Regions from separate parts of the Gossypium hirsutum genome. Here region 1 is linked to region 2. The links are chromatin contacts, called in public Hi-C maps. All regions are on one chromosome and are shown on one strand. Each heading gives the region's core, a stretch centred on a gene start, on an enhancer-like site or on the middle of the called end of the contact. The rest is flanking DNA. Distances are from core to core; before and after follow the strand shown. Region 1 holds the start of LOC107954391 (dnaJ homolog subfamily B member 6). Region 2 holds the start of LOC121219086 (ubiquitin-40S ribosomal protein S27a).

Evidence for each region. A called contact is a pair of places that touch in the nucleus more often than the background predicts.
Region 1: a contact with region 2 is called in a Hi-C map of leaf, with 2.6 times the contacts expected there. The contact joins the promoter of LOC107954391 here to the promoter of LOC121219086 in region 2. A contact is called at or near these places in 2 of 34 Hi-C or Micro-C datasets (both in leaf).

What each region holds. Positions count from the first base shown.
Region 1 is chrD07:21,385,427-21,389,913 of Gossypium_hirsutum_v2.1, reverse strand. LOC107954391 (dnaJ homolog subfamily B member 6) reads left to right here and starts at 3,010. Exons shown (of 6, transcript XM_016889934.2): 1 at 3,010-3,235; 2 at 3,518-3,610. The coding sequence starts at 3,170.
Region 2 is chrD07:21,050,778-21,055,587 of Gossypium_hirsutum_v2.1, reverse strand. It overlaps LOC121219086 (ubiquitin-40S ribosomal protein S27a), which reads left to right and starts at 2,850. Exons shown (of 1, transcript XM_041096666.1): 1 at 2,850-3,647. The coding sequence starts at 2,997. The coding sequence ends at 3,467.

The DNA of each region.
Region 1 (4,487 bases), core at 1,761-4,260, 330 kb before region 2:
GCTTTTAGTATATAACATGCTTATATGAAACATTATCTATAATTCCACTATTTACTTATGTGTTCATATCAAAGTTGTCCACTTGAGTCATAGTCACTAAATTATTTATATCTTGAGCTAAAGAATTCTAAATTAAGATCCGCTTGATTTTTTTGAAACTAGACTTAAATATCTTTTTACCATAAAAATTTTAAAATTTATGACTTAGCCAATAAGTACTGTAAATTCTTCAAATTTGTCCTTATTTTGCTGTTTGACAGCTTCGACTTTCTCTTTACTAAAAATTAATTATCTCTTAGTACAGGGTTTGGATGATGTTTCAATTTGTTTCTCTTGAAAATAGACTCATTAAAAATTTAAAAATATAAATTTAAACCCCTAATCTTTTTTTACAATTTTTGATGATTTTTCAAAGTTAGAACAGGGGAACCCAAAATCAATCTGACCTTGTCTCACAAAAATTCATATATCTCATAATATGAAATTATTTTGCTTACACCATTTTTTTCTATGTAAAACTAAACTCAATATGATTTAATTTCATACTTTAATTAACCTCTAATTCAATTTCTACAATTTTTGGTAAATTTTTAAAGTTAGACTACTACTGTTGTCCAAAACTGTTTTAGTGCAAAATGTTAATAACCAAGTTTATAACACCCTCCTTTCCTTTCTCTACAATATTTCACATCATTTCCTCTTATTTCTCTTCACTAACATATTAAGAACATAAAACCTTATATAAGAAAACTCTACTTTAACATTAATTTTATGATTTTTTTTAATAATATCAAACTTAAAAATATATTGAAATATTGATGTTCTTACCTTGTCCTACTGATTTCAAACTTTAACTTGATTTTCTCTCTCCTCCAACTTCTATTTTCTTGAATCCAAGGTGATTTTCTTGTTCTTCATAATCTCCTTATCACTTTTCTCTCTTGGTGATTATGAAAATTCCTTGAAATTATAGGTGAAAATAGTGGATTTTTTGTGGAAGAACCAAATTATAAAGACAACAAAGTTTTCTTCTTCTCTCCCCCTCACTCACGTTGGAAATATGGAGGATCCTCTCCCTTTCTTTCTTTTTTTTCATCTTTCTCTCCGTTTATACTAGCTATTTTAAATAAAATATTATTAAAATATCTCATTAAAATATTAATAAATTACTATTTATCTAATTAAATAATTATAAAATATCATCAAAATATCTCCAACATCATCATTCCCTTCTAGAGTTCTCTCTTTTTCTAATTGACCATTTTTCCCTTTATGATCTTTTAAAATTTCATCCTTAAATCATCACTTAATTTGGTAAAATTACAATTTAGTCCCTCATAATTCTTCACCTATTCAATTTGGTCCCTACATGTCAATTCCATATCATAGTAAATTGAATTATTTTCACTTTTGATCCTTCAACTTTCTTATTTTTTTACACTTTGATCCCCTAAATTTTGAATATTTACACTTGAGCCAAAAACTTTTCACATATTTACAATGTAGTCCTTACTTTAAATCAATATACTAAAACCTACTTCTTAATTATTATTATTTTTTAATACTCTTCAATTTTCTCTTTTATCATCTTCATATCATTTTCTCATTTTATCGAGAAATCAATTATACATTATGTCATGATTCTTGATTTAACTCTCTTTTGATATCTTCCAACTTTCATTTTCTTTGATCTTATACCTTATTTCACTAAAAATTTATCTTATATTATTTACGACCAAGGGGGTTTTGAGGATGTTACAGTTTGAGATCTACCGGGCATTAGAACAACTCCAATTAACCTCAGGATGTGTGCTAAGGCGTATTGTTCTCTTTCAAGGGGACTTGAACTCTCGTGGAGATTTTGGAAATCTTCTTGCAACCATTTCATCTTTATCCAGCTACTAAAAAACTTGTTCGGCACCTTGCCTAATAGTTGCTAGCAAATGCTGCTCCAATCGCCAACGACAACTGATCTCGTAACGACTGGCCCATCTACCGATAAACTGAGTTGTAATTGAACGTCCTCGAGTGTGATTGTACACTCACCGCATGGAAGATGACATGTGCGTGTCTCGGGTCCCTATCCTTCCACCAACACATTGATAAGTATGGGGTCCAATTTACACCCCCGAGCATACGGGACACGTGCAAAAATCCCGCATCTTCTGACAATCATACGTGATGGCCTCAAAGATAGATTGTGTATATATGTCTCCAAAATTCGATCTTCAACTTGATTATAAAAAAACAAAAAGAACAAATAAATTTTAATCTTTTTAGCAACTTAATAATAAACTTAAAATTAGAAATATTAGAAATATTGTCTTCCCATTTGCAATTGAAATGCGGAAACGTGGTTGTCATCGAAACGAATAAGAGTATTTGCCATTCCAAAATTGAATTAAAATGAATAAAAATCGAAAAACAAAATTAAATCAAGACGAACTTGAGAGAATTTTAATTAAAATTCTAAAACTAAATTCTTAAGAGAATTGAGATAATTGGATTTGAATGAAAAGATGAGGAAAGGATCCGAGTTTATATAGAAATAAAACTAGTTGTTTTTTATGGCTGTTGGTGGAGGTTACCGTTAGGTGAAAAAATGTCCAGCTAGACGTGTTTTCTGTTGATTGTGCAGGAAAGCACGCCCAACTGGACGCGTTTTCACTCACACTCTCTCTAAAATTGACCTATTCCGATAAGTATACCAGAAATCGGTCTAATCACTCAATTATTTTTTTTAAATTGATATTTTTACGTAATTTAGCCTTTTACTTTCTTTTATTAAAACTTACAAATTTATTTATTTGCATAATACTTTTTTAATTGATTTCTTTTTATTATTTGATATACATTTATAATATAAATAATATCTATATTATTTTTCATTATAGATAAAATAATAGTTAATAATTTGACAAATAATTTTAAGATGTATTTTTTTTAAAATATATTTAACAATTTTTTAAAACATATAAATAATCTTGCATGGGACGGGATAAAAAGTTTGTTTAAATAAAACACTTACGAATGCCGCGCTAGTGTAGATTTCGCTTTGCCACGCTCTATTAGTTTCCTGTTGACACGCACTAGCATTAAGCCCACGCTTCACTTAATTAAAAAATTAAGTGCCCAGCAAAGAAAAGCTCAGCCCAATTAAATCACAGAAATGCAAGGTGATGAAGCGAGACTCCTGCTAGGCTTCCCCCCTAATTCTCGCCCTTCTCCTTCTCAGGTTTTTTTCTTTCTTTTTCAAATTTCATTCAGTTTTTCATTTTTATTTTATTTTATTTTGCTCTTAACTTTGATTGTTTTAGGGGTTTTTTAAATCTCATTGTTTTTGGTTGTTGACTTGGATTGAAATTGATAAATCGAGTTGTTTTCCTTTTGGAGATTGTGGCCTTGATTGCTTTCTTCAAATCAGTTAGACTAACAAAATTTCTCGATTTTTTCTTCTTTGTTTATGAAGTTGTATATTTTATTAATTTCTTTTATGGTTTTTTATTTGGAATTTTAGATTAAAGCAGCTTATAGAAAGAAAGTATGGGAATCGCATCCTGACTTGTTTCCAGTTCACGAAAAGCATTCGGCGGAGTCTAAGTTTAAGTTGGTAAGCATCGATGTGCCTTTAAAACTTTCACCCGTTTTCTAATATATTCTTTGATTGGAATGCACATCTTCGTCGGGGCCAGGTTTGAATTGTTGTTATATGGGTACTGGCTTACTAGTGATGCGATCATTAGGGATCTGAAAAGGAACTGTTGAAGCTTGTTGAGACAAGCTTAAGCATTTTAGAGGTTGATTTGAACAAGCTAAGCATTTTTACAATGTTAGGTTTGAGAGATATTAGCTTAGAGCAGTTTTGTGACTGTTAGTAATTCCACTCTATCTAAAATATACTTGGGGAGTCTTTCTTGATTCTTTTTGCATGTAAGCAGCGATTTAGAATAGTATGTTCTGGTGAGTAATCAGACTGGCAGTACGTTTATATTCTTTCACGAGTTTTTTTGGATTCTAACTGCTGAACATGTTAAGTCTACCTTGGATTGGCTATTTGAATTCTTTGGAGGGAGCTAGATTGCTTGGGGGTTTGTATCATGTTTTGGTTAAGTCATGGTGCAAGCAGCGATTTAGAATAGTATGTTCTGGTGAGTAATCAGATCTGGCAGTACGTTTATATTCTTTCACGAGTTTTTTGGATTTCTAACTGCTGAACATGTTAAGTCTAACCTTGGATTTGGGAGATAAACTGAAATTTACCTGGTAAAGACTAGGTTTAGTCTTAACAAACGGTAGTTTTTATTTGGAATAATTTACCTAACCTTCACAGAAACTTATCATTCTAGACTGGCCTTTTGAGCCATATACTTTCTAAATTATGGTACGTTTTCTGGAGGTTGCCATTCTTGACAAGAGCCAACATACTGGAAAACGAGTAACCGATGCAGTATTAATATTAAGTTTTTCCAATTAGTTTATTTCATTTA
Region 2 (4,810 bases), core at 1,601-4,100:
AATTTTTTTCGTACTGTCGTTAATCTCGATGAAGTAAAAAATAATTTTTTAACCGTTGTCGCTAAGTGGTCAGGCGACACCCAAAAAAATACCAGTATTTTGTAAATACAAAACATAAACTATACAAATACAAAAAAAAAATTATGCTGGTGTTGCCTGACACATTTGCGACACCAATATTATTTTAAAAAAATGGCCTAACAAAAAAAGAGAGTTGAAAAAGCCAGGGGAAGGGGAAAAAGTTGTTTTGGTGTCACCTGGCACATTGGCGGAAGTATCAAAAAATCAGTGTTAAAGCTAGAGCCATGTGCTTCCCATTAGACATCTCGACAAAGTCCTTGTCAATAGAGTTTAACCCCATTAGCTACCATAACAATTAGTGGAGTAGATTGTTCTACTAGAATAGTCGACCTCCTAGCCACCCTAGAGTCTAGGAAGTTGTGCGTGCTTCAAGAGTCTACCAAAAAAATCATCTAAACCTGGAAAATGTAAGCTGAGACCCTTGGAGAGCATGTAAGGACAAAATCGGTGAAGTAGGTTATGTGTCTTGATCATTGGTTCCAACTGCTCCGTACAATCCTGGAACTCTTCAATAGTTAGATTCTTAATATCACCTTCACTATCTCGTAGAGCCTTGATTACCAATTGGAATAACTGTGACTTGACACATTTGTGGCCTGGTGTGTATTTGGAAGCACACCAAAATCAAAGTCCCTTTTTCCTCCTCTCATCCATTTCAACTTGGGATAGAGATTTGACAGGGGATCTTTAACTCACAAGATAAGTAGACTATTCTCCAATTCCTGCTACCCCACTTGAATATTGATGCACCTTGGTATTAGGTAACAATGGTTTAAACTATCCTATGCTACTACCTATAGCAACACTCTTTTTTTTTATATATAGTTTCATCAATATGCCTTCCACTTCTCTAGCCAATAAGTACCCCTCCACCAAGTTCTAAGGTTTAAATAACCTTAAATATTGACCAACCTTGGGTTTCAGGTTGTTGATAAAAATACTCAAGGCGTAGATCTCTGGCAGTTGTAGCTAACTTAATAAGCTTACAAAGTGATCATGGAAAAGATCCACAGAGCCTTGCTATTTGAGGGTAACTAACTCAAACATGGGAGATATACAGGTGTCAGATCAAAATCTTTCATGTAATCCTCGAGCATAAGTCTCCCAAGTTAGGTGATGCAAACCCCATTATCTTTGCACAAAGAAGCGATGTCAATCCAAAGCCTTCCCATCTAAGTGAAGCATCACCATCTCACCTTAGCTAGGTCTCCCACACATTCAGCTTTAAAAAACTGCTAAAGCTTAGCCCACCAACTTTTAAAGTCTACTCCATCAAAACATGGACAATCTAACCTCAAAAGTTTGTTTGTTGGCTCAATTTGAACTACTCGAGGAGATGTGTTCATATGTTCGAGAGTCTGACATCGAAGTTAGAGCTAAATGCCTCTGAAGGATGGCCTCCTAAAATGCATTTTCCCTTGTCTACCCTAGCTCCTATAGCACTAGCTGATGGTGACTGGCCAAAATACTATTCAAAGAATGAATGAAGTTATGAACGAATATCACCTTTGATATTTTTATTAAGTCCTTCAAATGCGAGTCGATCTTGGTGTCAATTCGAGAAACCTCTAACTGCAACTGAGATAGCTCCTGTAGCATCTATCTTATTTCCTTTTGAAGTTTGGTGGTGATGCCTTCATTAGCCATGAGGAAATAGTGGCTCTGATACATTGTAACGAAAATAATAGAAAAATTGCAAAAGAAACAAAGAGAAAGAGTGAGAGAATTAGAGAGAAAGAGACTGAGAATTCTGTTAATGAAATTGCTTAATCACCCTATTTTCCCTTATTGGTGCCTTAAAGGTGTCAGAATAATGACTTCAAAACAACTTGGCACTTATTAGTCCATGTGTTCTCCAAACCGCGTTGTTTCACTTAAACAGTTACTGACCATCAAAACGAGTCGTTTTATACCGACCCATTTAAAAAAATGCACCTTATTCTTAAAATGAAAAGACTCAAGATGCAACATTTTTACAATAATTAAAATAACTGAAAATAACATAATTATAAAGACACTTGTGACGCTCGACTGGTGCTCGATTGCTACTAGACTTTTCTTCCGTAACACATGGTGAGGTGACGATCTTAATTGGAAAAATTTTTCTTCTTTTTACAACCGGTGTGGGCATTAAGATTTGGGGTTAAATGGAATATGACACATTAGTTTAAGTATCACAATTGATAAAAAAAAGTTTAGGTACTCTTTAGTAAAATGGGTATAGATCAGGAGATAAATTTTTTAATTAAGGCTTCTTTATAAAATTTAAAAACACAATTTATTTTTTGAAATTATAAAAATTACTTTTAAGAATTATTTTTAGGAATTTTTTTAAATTTGATGAAAAATTCATAAAATTTTAAAATATATATCAAAAACTCCGAAGGAAAAAAAATTGATAATTTTTAAAATATTCAAATTTTAAATTATAAAATGCGGAAATTTATTTAAAAATTATAAAAAAATATTAAAGAAATCCTTAAAATGATCAAAATGTCAAAAAGAAAGTCTAAAAAATAAAATTTTGTAAAACTCTAAAAAGATCTTAAAATTTGGTATTGGATAAAGATAACTTGGGTATGGGTTATTTAAGATTATTTTTAGAAATTTAAGGGAGTTTTTTTAAAAAAAAAATTATTTTAAATTTTTTTGTGTGGAATCAATTTGACTCAATATCAAGCATTATATGTACGTTTTCTTACCGAATTATTTTCACATGATAAATTGAGTCAATTAGTAGTCCACAAAAAGCCCAAAACCCTAGAAAGAGCAGGGGCAATTACGTACTTTCAATCTCACATCCCAACCCTCTAACAAAACCCTAATCCCACATTTCACATCCTCAGTCATCTCCCATTTTGAAACCCTAGCCGACCCCCCGCCCCAATTCTCTGCATCGTCACCTCCACATCAAGATGCAGATCTTCGTCAAAACCCTGACGGGGAAGACCATAACCTTAGAGGTTGAGTCCTCCGATACAATCGACAACGTCAAGGCCAAGATCCAAGACAAGGAGGGCATCCCACCCGACCAACAGCGCCTTATCTTCGCCGGGAAGCAGCTCGAAGACGGCCGCACCTTAGCCGACTACAACATCCAGAAGGAATCCACTCTCCACCTCGTCCTCCGTCTCAGGGGCGGCGCCAAGAAGAGGAAGAAGAAGACCTACACCAAACCCAAGAAGATCAAGCACAAGAAGAAGAAGGTCAAGCTCGCAGTGCTCCAGTTCTACAAGGTGGATGAGTCCGGGAAGGTTCAGAGGCTGAGGAAAGAGTGTCCTAATGCGGAGTGTGGGGCCGGGACTTTCATGGCTAATCATTTTGATAGGCACTATTGTGGTAAGTGTGGGCTCACTTACGTTTACCAGAAGGCTGGTGGAGACTGAGTAGCGTCCGGCTCCACCTTCTGTAAAAAAAAACCGAATCAATAGTTCATTTTTATCAGTATGAGTAGCATTCATATTCATAATATTTGGACCTTTTTTATTTATTTCTAATGTTATGATACTTTAGATATGATTTTCGACTTCTGCTTACCAATTTGAATTGAATTATGGGTTTTTCTACTTGTTTTTGTTTGGCTGATGACCTTTGTATATGCTTTATTTATGTTATTTTGGGCTCGGTGGATTGGTGAATTTGGATATTTCCAAGCACCGTGAATCATTTTATCTATATCTCCTACCTTTGTTGGGTATTATTTGAATGTTTAACGATGGTAAAGTGTAACGATTGCACTAGAATGCTTGCTATTTCTGACCAAAGCCGTTGTTTGCTATACGTGCCATGTATGTTATGGGGTTTAGCAGCATTATGATGTTGAGGGGGCTGGAACTCTGAGCAAATATGCTAAGTAGATGGCCGAGTTGCACAAGTCTGGTATGTTGAAAATGAAGTCAGAGAAAAACAAGCACTTATTGTCTGTTGCCTAGGGCCAGAATACCAATGGAATTATGGAACATCAATGGGGTTTAGTCAAAGAAAATACTTATTGTCTGTTGCCCGAGTCTTTTTTACTGGCTTGTTAATTTGCTCTCTCAACTCCATACCATTATAGAATTTGTTTTCATTAGGTTTATCGAAAGAAATATTTCAAGCTAGAACTTGTGATGAATGTGAAGCATCATTTGCTTTGGTGGAGGATATGGAAACAGTAGATAAATGGTACCTTCTGGTGTTATTTATGAAATGGTTTACCTGTAGGAAAATGAGACCTTAAAGTGTATTTCTTCTGTCTGTTTATGATGAGTATGAAGAGTGGGAAAATGGATGGAGTTGAAGTTTTCCTTCACATTCTAGTTTATATCATCCTGAGTTTCAACTTTCACCACTATCGGATTGGAGTCCAAGGCTTTAAGCAACATCCAAATCAGATTGCTCTAATGTTACTATTATGTTTTTTCATGCCCAGCTTATTCTGCAATAAGCTTTAACGGGCCTTTTGTGTTTGGATGAGCATTCGGGTAACTGAATTGATTATAATATAAAATAATCGAATTGGACCATAATTGACTTGGACCATAATTGGCTTAACATGACTTATGGCTTGATTAATAGTGCTTAAAAAAACACTTTTGGCTTGAAAACACTGATGAAGAAAAGCTGTGTTAAGCAAATTATTTTTAGTTGAATTCTTTTAGCTTTTCAAAAGTGTTTTGAAAAAGGAAAAATATTTTTCCTCTCCCAAAAGTACTTTTGGTGTTTAATTACATTTTCACTCCTCTAATAA